Regions from separate parts of the Mus musculus genome. Here regions 2 and 3 are each linked to region 1. A link is a contact called in public HiChIP or PLAC-seq data. All regions are on one chromosome and are shown on one strand. The core of a region is the stretch at or near the end of the contact, and the rest is flanking DNA. Distances in the headings are between cores, read along the strand shown. Region 1 overlaps Pkp4 (plakophilin 4). Region 2 has its middle 72 kb from the start of Upp2. Region 3 overlaps Acvr1 (activin A receptor, type 1).

Region 1 (3,755 bases), core at 518-3,017:
ACAATAAACTGGTAAGGGCATGCTTTTCCAAGCGGGAGACCGTACTGACCAGTAATTGTGCCAAGAAGGCAAGTTGTAAAAGAACAAACTGAGTCTATGTCCTTTACCTGAGGATTCAAGGGGAGCTGGGGAGAGGTTGGTAGCAGGATCCCCCCCTAGAGCTAAGGCAGTAGCAGAAAACTACATGCAACAATATATTGCATACATGTCTGAAAATACTGTAATAAAACCCATTATGTATAATTAATATTCTAATAAAACATTTTCAACTTACTAGCTTAAACATTAAAGTGACTTAAACTATTACATCATTATCCAAGGAAAACTTATCTCTCCAAAGCCAAAATATTTCAATACTAGATATTCTATCCTACTTATAAAAACTATATGTATATCCGAAGTATCGTTATTAAAGTATGATTATATAAGAAATAACTGTGTAATACGAATGTCTTCAAGTTTTGATGAGTCATCTAATTTGTTTACAATCTGTTTCTGCTTTATGCAACCCCTAATCCCTGAAGGTTTGATTCATAAATTCAGACATTCTACAAGTTAAGACACAGATTTATCTCTTAAATTGTTTGAAAAGCCTTTGTTTTAAATGGTTTTTCTTAGGAATGCCTGAAACAAAATAATTACAACTAAATTACTTTGCTAAGGTACAAGCAGCTCTAATCACTCTGGAAAACAATATATTCATGAACCATACACAAATGAAGTAAGGCCATATGGACTAATTTCTGCAAAGTAACAGGAATGGCAATCTAGAAAGTAAGCACGCAAGCATGCAGGCAGGGACCTTCAGAACTCTCATGCTGTGCATGCCAAAGCTCTGAGCAGCTTTGGGACCCTACCTCAAAAGTATGTTTGGCCATCCATCTCATCAAGGGGCAGCAGATACCATTTCAAATTTAATAGCCCATACAAATTTAAAGTATGCCCATAGAGGGGAAATTATCCCGTGCATTAATAATTTAACTCTGAAAAGAAACTGTGAACTGGGTTATCCAACTGAAAAGGAAATTAAAATTTTAAGCATAAAAAGTCAGGTTTGGCTGTAAATGTTAACAAAGAAAAAGTATTCTATTACTTTCAAATGTAAAGTACTGTTAATAAAAAATTAAAGTTAAAATACCTAAATTGGTAAATATACAAATAACTGACATGCTATAAATGTGAGCATTAGCACGTTTAAACACAAGAGTATACATAGGGAGGGGCAGATCTGTGGTCCAATTAGTTCATGGGCCGATTACTCCTCCAATAAAATCTACAATACTGTTCGTGGTTGCACATTCTTCTGACAAAGAGCCTTACTCCCAGTAGGCCTGTGATAAATATTTTTAATAAATTAAAAACAAAGTTTAGTTACAAGTATATATGCTTTTTTCTGGTTACATACATGTAAGCCTGCTACAACACCTATTATGTACTCTAGTTGTGTATGTGATCCTGCTATGTGTGGTCAGCAGATGGAGTTTGTATAAACACATCTCTCTATAGTTAAAGGACACTGTACACAAACCCTAGTGTCAACAGACTCAAAAGCTGTCTTCAACTCAGACAGAACACACATTCAGTAATTCTGAAGTATAACTCAGAGAAGGTAGAACTGAGAATGTCGCAGTGTCCAGCTTATCACTCCACAGGTCACCAGAAAATGGATGTACAGCTCCTGCATGAACATCCTCATCTGCATCCACAGAACACACAAAAGGCCAGACTTCTAGTGTTGACATACAACTTCAGACTTATCTCTACAGAGTCCAGTGCGATCGACTGCTCAGAATTCTTGGCTATAAGCCCTATGACATCATGGGAGCTCTATCATTTAACCTCAGTTCTAAACTTATTTCTATAATATTAAGGGGGAAAAACTATGAAATTTAGTTTCTCTCACCACACACACACACACACACACACACACACACACACACACACACAGCCTTCCTTGTGCTTCACGATGCAGCTCAGGCACGGGAAGATGTAAGTTAAACGATCATCACAACTGCCAGGACCATTTGGCTCCCACTAGAAGAGAGAAGTTGGTTACTAACAGTCACAGGGACAATAAAAGGCCGGGTGCTGCAGTGACAGTACAGTGCCTTTCCCTAACTCCCGTGAACTATGCTTGCCTACAGCTGGAATGAAGGTGTTTGCTGCATGTGGCTGAAGTATGTCAGGGAGGACTAGTCAGTGCAAATAAACTCAGGCTGCACAAAAGGTGGCTGCAGAGGCAGGGGCAGAGCAGGGCGTTGTTTCTGTTTTAGAGGAATAAAGTAAATAATTGTGCAGGAGTTTGTTGAGCTCTGGGCACTCTGCCATACAGGAAGGGCATGTAATTACTAAAGCTAAGACAGCCATGTTCAAATGAAGTAATATCAATAGGACATGGTTGGGCTCCAAATTCTTTTATCTTCAAATTTTAAGGATCCCTGGATCTCACCTCACTCTTTGATATTTAACTACCACTTAAATAAATAGAGGCATAATGAAGGTCTACTTGTAATTTCCATAAAAATCCAGTAAGATGTTATCGTGAATGATGGCATCTTTTTTAAGAGCTCTACAAATGAGGAACAGGGTGATTCCCACTCATTGAAAACAACAGAAGCAATACACAGGGTATCTAATTTAGGAGCGCACCAGAGCAAGAGGTACACACAGCGCGCGCTTCGGTGTGTTAGCAATGTGAGCATCCACCTTTTGACTCCCACTCTGTGCCATTTGGGTTCACCTCAATCTTAAATCTGGATCTCAACTTTCTTAATCATCATCAAAAAAATTTAAAGAGTGTGGCTTATGAGTAGGCCTAAGAATGAAAGTCAGAGCCCCTGAGGCAAGTTCAAATCACAATCACACGCAGACACGCACACACTCATGCACATGTGCACACACACACATGATTCTATAGAAAATAAGTAATCTTGTATCCTATATAGAACTATGAAATTTATTTGTTAATCCTACCCATGACTGGAAATACCATTTTTATTTTGAAGAACATTTCTAAAACCAAGAGACAGTAGTCTATCTGTTATAAAAATACAGTGTACTCTGCCAATCAATTGGTATACCCTGCATATAGCCTGTTGCTTACTGTTTCCCTGTACCTCTGAAGAGGGCATGGGGCATATCAAGGTTGCAGGGGAAGGCACAATGAACAGCCACTGCCATACCAGACTCCTTTTCAGTCAACAGCATGCTGTGGAATTTCAAAATGGACTCTGTCATTTGGGCCTCTGGTTTTCACCTGATGCAAGGCCCATTGAGGGTACTACATTTGGACATATTTCTTCATCTAATGATTGTATACAGTGCAGTAAGCTAGCTATTCAGCAGTTTTAAGTTTGCCAGAAATCTACATACTATCAGGATACAAAAATCCTTCCTTGCCTCTTAATTTATCTTGGACTCCTGCATCCTTATTGAGATAAACAGCAAAAGCTGTCAAAAGATGATTCTGATTGGAGCCTACGGGTGGCTCTGACAAAGACCCCATTTCTCTTATTTCTAGGAATTAACCTGTATTTCTCATAGAGCGAATTCCCAAATCAATATGACAACCCATCCTTTCATTACCTGTACTTAATTGTCTGCTAATTTGGACATATGGGGGAGCAAAGCCATAGCATCTGTGTCAAAATGTCAGCAGGCAGGAAATAAAACTTTACTGTCAACTATGTAGATGGATTTAGTTCCTAGATCAATGTGGGAGCGGGGAAAGTAAAGCTGCCTTATGAACAGGATGC
Region 2 (3,537 bases), core at 154-2,653, 540 kb after region 1:
TATCTCCTGCCTGGAAAAGTGTGACCTTACTAATTTATTATCTCCATTTCTCCACCTGCCCTAAACTTAGTGGCTGGTCCCACCTAGCCCCTGCCAAACACCCTTGGCCACCTGCCTGTAGCGGAGGTCACCACCCCAGCTTTCCCTGAGAGAGATCTCACATGGTTGCTGAGTTCTTTTTGCTCCAAAGCATGGCAGAAAGCTCCTCTGTCCATCCTCATGTCTTCCTCCCCCTCTCCCTGCCCCAGGACCCTGAAGTCCCACCTGTACTTTACATCCAGCAATTGCCCCCCCCCCCGGCCTTCTTTACTGACAAACCAAGAACCAATTGGGGAACAAGACCTTTGCATAAGAACCTCCCCTTACAAGGACCCAATGCTCATATTCTCTGGAGGACACAGAATTCAGTCACTGAAACTAGGCCTTTCCTGGACAACTAAACACACTGATATACACAGCTTGAACTTCTGAGTCTCAAAAAATAGAAGAACCAAATTCCTCCTCTTTGTAAATGACCAGCCTTCAGTATTTTATTGTAGTAACATAGATGGACTAAAATTCCTGAATATGAATGACTCCCCATCAATAGATACAAAGGAAAGTTTGGATCAACTTAGCAATATAAGCTGTAAGAAGTGTGGAAAGTATATGCTCATAATATTTAATTTATTAATTGATATTTAAATAATGCATTACATAACAATGTTTTCTAGAATAATTTTGTTTTTTTCTCTAAACACTAAGTAGGCTTGGCTGGCCTCAGACTCCCAGATCTGCCTGCCTTTGCCTTATGAATGCCCTAATGTGCCTCCATACCCAGAATGCGTTTGTTTGACTCTTAATGTCACTGTCTCTTTATCACAGTGGCTATGCTATGAGCACAATATGTCAGAAACATAGAAAGACATGTTTGTGTCTGTCCATGATGTCACAATTTATTGAATAATAATAAATTCACACAGCTTAAAGGTTTCAATGACTAATTTGTCATAAGTGCTGGCACTGTGTCAGAGGTAAATACATGTTCTTTATTCCAATCTAAATTACTAATATTAACTTTCATATTACAGAGAACATACACATATAACACACACACATGCATGTGCATACGCACGTATGTATGTATCTATGTATGTATATGCATATGTATGGTTTTGAGAATGAATATAAGTTAAAGAGGTCACTGCAGGGTTCAATCAGTTTCAAGATACTGAGGCAGAAAAGTACCAAAAGAGACCTGCTGGTAGACCTGTTAGTAGAGATACTGGAGTCAGGTTTGAGAGCCAAGCTGCAAAATTTGTCTACAAGGTGAAAGGCCAAACCCAGTCTAGAGCAGGAGATGGTGGGTCAAGTCCAAGTCCAGATGCATGACAGGGCAGATACCAAGCAGCTGAGTAAGCTATGTCAACAGGAGGGGACTGAGCTGAACCAGGCAATCAAGTTGATACATCCTGTTGGGATAGGGCCCTGCCATGGCAGTATTAGGTGTCTGTCACCTTCTGGGATCTAGGAGAGGGAGTCACATCTGTCCCCATTTTGGTGTGTCTATTAAATTCTCAGGTCTGGTTTTCCTAATAAAATTCTAAAATGCCCATGTGCCTGTAGGGCTTCATGTCTGCCTCGCTGCTGCTGGGGTGCCAGAGTACATCCAGCAAGTCTCTCAAGGGAGGCAAAACACAGTCCGTTGAAGGTGAGCCTGAGAGATGGTTCAGTGGTAGAGAGCACTGGCTGCCTTTCTGGAGGACTTGGGTTTCATTCCCAGCACCCACGTGGGGGCTCACACCAGTTACAATGGATCCCGTGACCACTATGGATAGTGCATACCCATAGCACACATATATACATCAGGCGCAACACCCACACACAGAAAATAAAGAAATATTAAAATCAAACAACCAAGATTCTGAAAATGACATTACCAGTCCACACAGCTTCTGCTTCAAAGGAAACATGACTGTAAAATAATTCACTGCTGCTCTAAAGTCTAAATACAAGAAAATTAATTGTGTTTGATCTTAGAATGGCAAACTTAGTTTAAATTAAGTATGCAATCTAATGTTACTAAACATTAGTTATTAGTTGTTTTAGGCTTGGACTCCTTTAAGGCAGCATCTCCTCAGATGTCTCCTGACAGGATTTCTGGCTACAGAAAAGGGAGTTTCCTGGGGGTAGGGGGTGGGGGTGGAGATGAGAATACACATTCATGCAAAGAAATGAAAATAACCATAACTGTAGTGGTTTGAATAAGAATGACCACCCCCCCCCCCATATACTCATGTATTTGAATGCTTGTCCGATAGGGAGTGGCACTATTAGAAGGTGTGGTCTTGTTGAAGGAAGTGTGTCACTGTGGAGGTGGACTTTGAGGTCTCAGATGCTTAAGCCCAGGCTCAGTGACACGCAGCACACTACCTTCAGATCAAGATATAGAGCTTTCAGCTCCTTCTCCAGTCCCATGTCTGCCTGCTGAGCTGGGAAGGGTGATTCAGCAGATTCAAGCCAGTGAGACACATTCACGAAGACAAGGCTTCTGCCTCGTGTGTGTGTGTGTGTGTGTGTGAGAGAGAGAGAGAGAGAGAGAGAGAGAGAGAGAGAGAGAGAGAGAGAGAGAGAGATGGTTTTAATTAAGAAGTCATTCAATCATCAATCAACCTCTTGCTTTTCGGTGACCCCGATGTATTTTACATTAAGCATGCTCAGCAGTGACAGGGCAGCTGGGAGGAGGCGAAGCCTCTGTGTGTCCTATGAAGCTCCCATCCCTGGTGCTGTGGATACAGCAATGGACAACTGTTTGCTCATGGACTTCCCACTGAGTCCCTGCTCCTCACCATCTCCACCAATCATGTAACATCACAGAGAAGGTCCTCACAGGCTAGGGCCTAGAGACATAGCCTGCTGCATAAGGAGCCCCAGCCTTGTTTGGTGCAAGGTGATTCATCACATTAGCATCCTAACAGTGCCTCGTTCCCATCTCCCAGGGGAAGGAAGACATTAGAGTCCTAGCATGTCAGGGGTTTGGGCCCTGAACAGTTGCCCCCTGGACCCTGGAAGAGTCCGAGCTGAAGAAGTCATTCTCAAAGCCCACTCAGAGATGCCCTGAGGACCCTCTGGTCACTGAGAGCTTCGTCCCCTCTTTTTCTTCTTCACTTCCTAGCCCTGACTACAGGCCAAAAGAAAAGGAAGTTTTACCAAATGTTACTGCTTTATGGTTTAACGACCAGACTGCACCTGCTGGTCCTCCAAAAAAGTCAAACTTGAGGGATGCTTTTAAGAAGCTTTCTTTGAGTGACATCTTTCATCTTACAGAGACCTTTTTTCAATTTTTTTTTTTTTTATCTTTTCTCTGAATCTGCCGTGGATGTCCTACTAGATCTCTCCATCTAGACGATGACATTTGATGGAAATTTAAGTTTGAAGCTCCTCCCAGTCGATAATTTTCTTTCCCATCCTTTTAAAATTAATACATACCTTTAAAAGTAATGACATTTATATTGAGGAGCTAAACTGATGGTTAGCTGCATGGCTCTTCAATTTTAT
Region 3 (3,393 bases), core at 855-3,354, 670 kb after region 1:
GTCATCCGTCTTGGGCGTTTTGTAAACATTTAAAATACACCTGGCCTTTATCATTCTGTTTGGGGATCCTCTGCTTTTGACTTATAAGGAAGCTGTGTCCACTGGACCCAGTATAAGTCAAAAATACGAAAAATCAAAATGCATTTTAACTTGGTGACATCTTAGTTTAGCCACATGATATGCTATAGAGCATCAGCCTCCGGCTTGAGGCTGAGAAGGGCAGAAGTAACTTTCCATACATTATTATTTTGGCGAAGGATCAAAATTTACATTAAAACAAAACAAAACAAAAAAATAACAACAACAACAACAACAAGAAAACCAAAAGAGATGTTTTGTGGTGTGTGTGTGTGTACATGTGTGTGTGTGCATGTGTATTTGTCTGAAAAGGCACATCTGTAGAGATCAGACAACAGCTTTTCTAGGCTCAGGAGTTGGGTTTCTCTTTCAAGCACAGGTTTCAGGGATTGAAGTATTTGTGCCCTTACCTACTGAGCCACCTCACTAATCTCCCAGTTTTGCATCTTTTTCTTTTCTTTCTCTTTTTCATTTGTCCTCCTCCTCTTCCTTCCCTCCCTCCCTTCCTTTTTTATTTATTTTCTTTCTTTCTTTCTAGGTAGGGTCATTTTCTCTCTGTGTAGTCTTGGCTGTCTTGGAGCTTGTAGACCAGGATGGCCTCAAATTCACCAAGACCTGCCTACCTCTGCCTCCTGACTGCTAGGATTAAAGGCCTGTGCCATCCTGTCTGGCTTTTTCTTCTTTTCTTTTTTTAATGTTACTTTTTTTTTTTTTTTTTGAGACTGGGCCTCATTATGTAGCTCTTTGTTGACCAGGCTGGCCTTGAACACACAGAAATCAGCCTGCCTCTGCCATTCAAGTCTTTCAAGGGCTGGATTAAAATTGTGCACTACCATACCTGGCCTCATGTTAAAAGAAGTATCATTTTGTGTGTGTTAGATCTGGGTGGGTGTGTGCATGCCCTGGCAGGCATGAGGAGGTCAGAAGGTAACTCTGTGGAGTCAATTGTCGCTTTCCCCCGTAACGTGGATCTCAGAGATAAAACCCAGATTACCAGCCTTACCATCGAGGTAAGCGCTTTTACCCACTGGCTCCAGATTCCCATTTCCAAGTGTGGGTTATATAGGATTCATTAAATGCACATATGTTTCAACCTATTGTAAGGGGAAAAAAAAATCATTCAGTCAAGCCATCATAAATGAGAGTGTGTGTGTTCCTTTTGGTAGAGGCTGCCCACATAGGAGAGAGAGCCTCTCCTGAGGTGTGGAGCAAAGACAAGCACAGAAATGAGTGAACACCCCTCCCTCCCCCCACCCCCAACTGAGCCTGGGATCTAACTGACCATCAAAGCCTACAGTGTTCAGTAAGCGCTTCCTGAGCAGGTCATGGACACCCAGGGAATAGGTGTTGAGAATGGAGGCGGGTTGTTGTTGCAGTCCGTTTTCCCCTTTTTAATCATGGTGAACCGCTGTCAAGTTTTTATTTTTTATTTGTGTTTTCCCAGTGAGTCATTGAGTTTATAATATTGGGATCTGGAGAAGGGAAAAGAGGAGAGAATAGAGAAATGGAACCTGTAAGTCAGAACAAGAGACAGAAGCTTGGATTTGAGAGGAGGGGTTTTGACTGAGCAGTAAGCAGTTGAAAGTAGGAAAACATCCCTGGGGAAGCAGGAAATATGCAGAGGAACTTTCAGGCGAGCACACCAGTGGGGCCTGAGGATGGTCGTAGGGATTCAATCCACCCTCTTAGAGGGGAATACTGTAGGCTGTTTTCCAATCTTAATTACAGCCACAGGATGACAAAAGCCTATAATATCTTCTCTGCTTCTACTAAGGGCTGGGAGAGTGTAGTCTCTCTTGTGTAATTCAGTTTGCATTGCAGGTTTATTATTATTATTATTATTTCTTAGGATATCCTGGGTTGAGGAGAAGTCATAAAAATTAGACTCATTTTCTTGTGTTTATATTAAAGTTTTAGACGGTTTCATGATGAAGGAAGGAACGAGTTAGTCACCAAGGGGATCGAGGAGGATGAGTTAGTGCTTGGTCATCAAACGATGGACCATTAAGAGCTTATTTCTTTTGGGAGGAGCAAAGGGCAAACTATGAGTCAGACAGACTATAAAGTTATTTCTCTCCGCTTGGTTCAGCCACCCTCCTGCAGGAAGATCACGGGCCCTGCAAGGACAACTCAGAAGGTGGTGCTTGTTGCGGTGTGAAGGGGAAGAGGTCCCCCCCAAACTACCCACAGTCCTCCACCCCAGCTCTGATTCCACAGGGACTAGCATTTTATCTCACTGTTTTCATACTGGAGCTCAAACTGGCCTAGAACTCACGAAGTTCCCCACCTCGGCTTGGAACCTGAGCTAGTCCTGCCTCAGCCTTCCCAGTGCCTGGCTCTAAGGTTGGCACGTCTGATGATTGGGGGTGCATGCGAGCTTACTTACGGAACAGGCTATGGTTGGTTTAAAACCTCAAAATCCCAGTTTTGATTCTGACTGGGATAGTGTTCTCCCTTGTGATGAGCCATTAAGAGGGGCTGGTTCCATCTATTGTGCTGGGAGAGTATAGCGTTTGTTCTGTGGATGAAGACACTTTCACTGTACTTGACGTGCACTCATCCCATGACGGAGTCATTGCTCTCCCTGTGCTGGCCGTTGCCCCCTTGATGAATTCTGCTATTTTTATTTTTAACTTTATTTTTATTTGTTTGTAGCTCATCCTGACTTGGAATGTGCTATGTACATCAGGCTGGCTTTGGGATGACAGAGCTCCTCCTGCCTCTGTCTCCCTAGTATTGGGATTCAAGTTGTGTGTCACCACACCTGGCAATAATGTTTCCTTTTGATATAGATTCAAACAGTTATCAAATATTTGTGTGTAAAATCAGGGGGAGATAATGAATAAGTGTTTGAAAGTACAATGATTTTTTTTTCTCTTTTTCTTTGTTGAGATAGGGTTTTTCTATGTATAACAGTCTATCCTAGAACTGGCTTTGTAGACCAGGCTGGCCTTGAACTCACAGACATCCACCTGCCTCTGCTTCCCACCTGCTGGGATTAAAGGTGTGAGCCAATGCCTGGTTAGAATGAAATGTTAATACAGAATGGTTCCCTCTTTATTTTCTGGTCTGTTTGATTCAGGGTTTTTAACTTTTTAACTTTTCCTTTGTCTTTGAATACTATGTTTCAGGTTCCGTGCTAATGACACAAGGCCTAGAAGTGCTGTTCCTGGCTGTAGGAGAGTTTTGGGCTTAGTGAGAGAGCCACATGAATAGGTGGCTGGGTACAGTTTGACCAGTGCAGGAGGTGTGCTGTGTGCAGAGGGATGCAAGAGAGCAATACCTACTCACTTTTGGGAGAGTATGTAGGCAGGG

What was found. HiChIP or PLAC-seq counts read pairs in DNA pulled down with a chosen protein or histone mark.
Region 2: an HNF4G HiChIP or PLAC-seq map of pancreatic cancer cells shows a contact between it and region 1. The contact joins two enhancer-like sites. A contact is called at or near these places in 1 of 484 Hi-C or Micro-C datasets (cortical neurons) and 2 of 115 datasets of contacts at active chromatin or transcription factors (pancreatic cancer cells and stem cell-derived neural progenitor cells).
Region 3: a FOXA1 HiChIP or PLAC-seq map of pancreatic cancer cells shows a contact between it and region 1. The contact joins two enhancer-like sites. A contact is called at or near these places in 3 of 115 datasets of contacts at active chromatin or transcription factors (embryonic stem cells, hepatocytes and pancreatic cancer cells).

What each region holds. Positions count from the first base shown.
Region 1 is chr2:59,218,608-59,222,362 of GRCm38.p6, reverse strand. The region is part of intron 2 of Pkp4 (plakophilin 4); the gene reads right to left. Among named protein-coding and RNA genes, the nearest start is that of Pkp4, 60 kb to the right of the region's middle. Within about 2 kb of position 1,767, at least 47 of the 459 cell types and tissues checked have an H3K27ac peak or open chromatin away from gene starts, as enhancers often do. A contact at or near this core is called in pancreatic cancer cells, where this site is marked.
Region 2 is chr2:58,681,012-58,684,548 of GRCm38.p6, reverse strand. It overlaps a transcript of Upp2 not described here. Among named protein-coding and RNA genes, the nearest start is that of Upp2, 72 kb to the left of the region's middle. Within about 2 kb of position 1,403, at least 1 of the 459 cell types and tissues checked has an H3K27ac peak or open chromatin away from gene starts, as enhancers often do. A contact at or near this core is called in pancreatic cancer cells, where this site is marked.
Region 3 is chr2:58,545,217-58,548,609 of GRCm38.p6, reverse strand. The region is part of intron 1 of Acvr1 (activin A receptor, type 1); the gene reads left to right. Among named protein-coding and RNA genes, the nearest start is that of Acvr1, 20 kb to the left of the region's middle. Within about 2 kb of position 2,104, at least 47 of the 459 cell types and tissues checked have an H3K27ac peak or open chromatin away from gene starts, as enhancers often do. A contact at or near this core is called in pancreatic cancer cells, where this site is marked.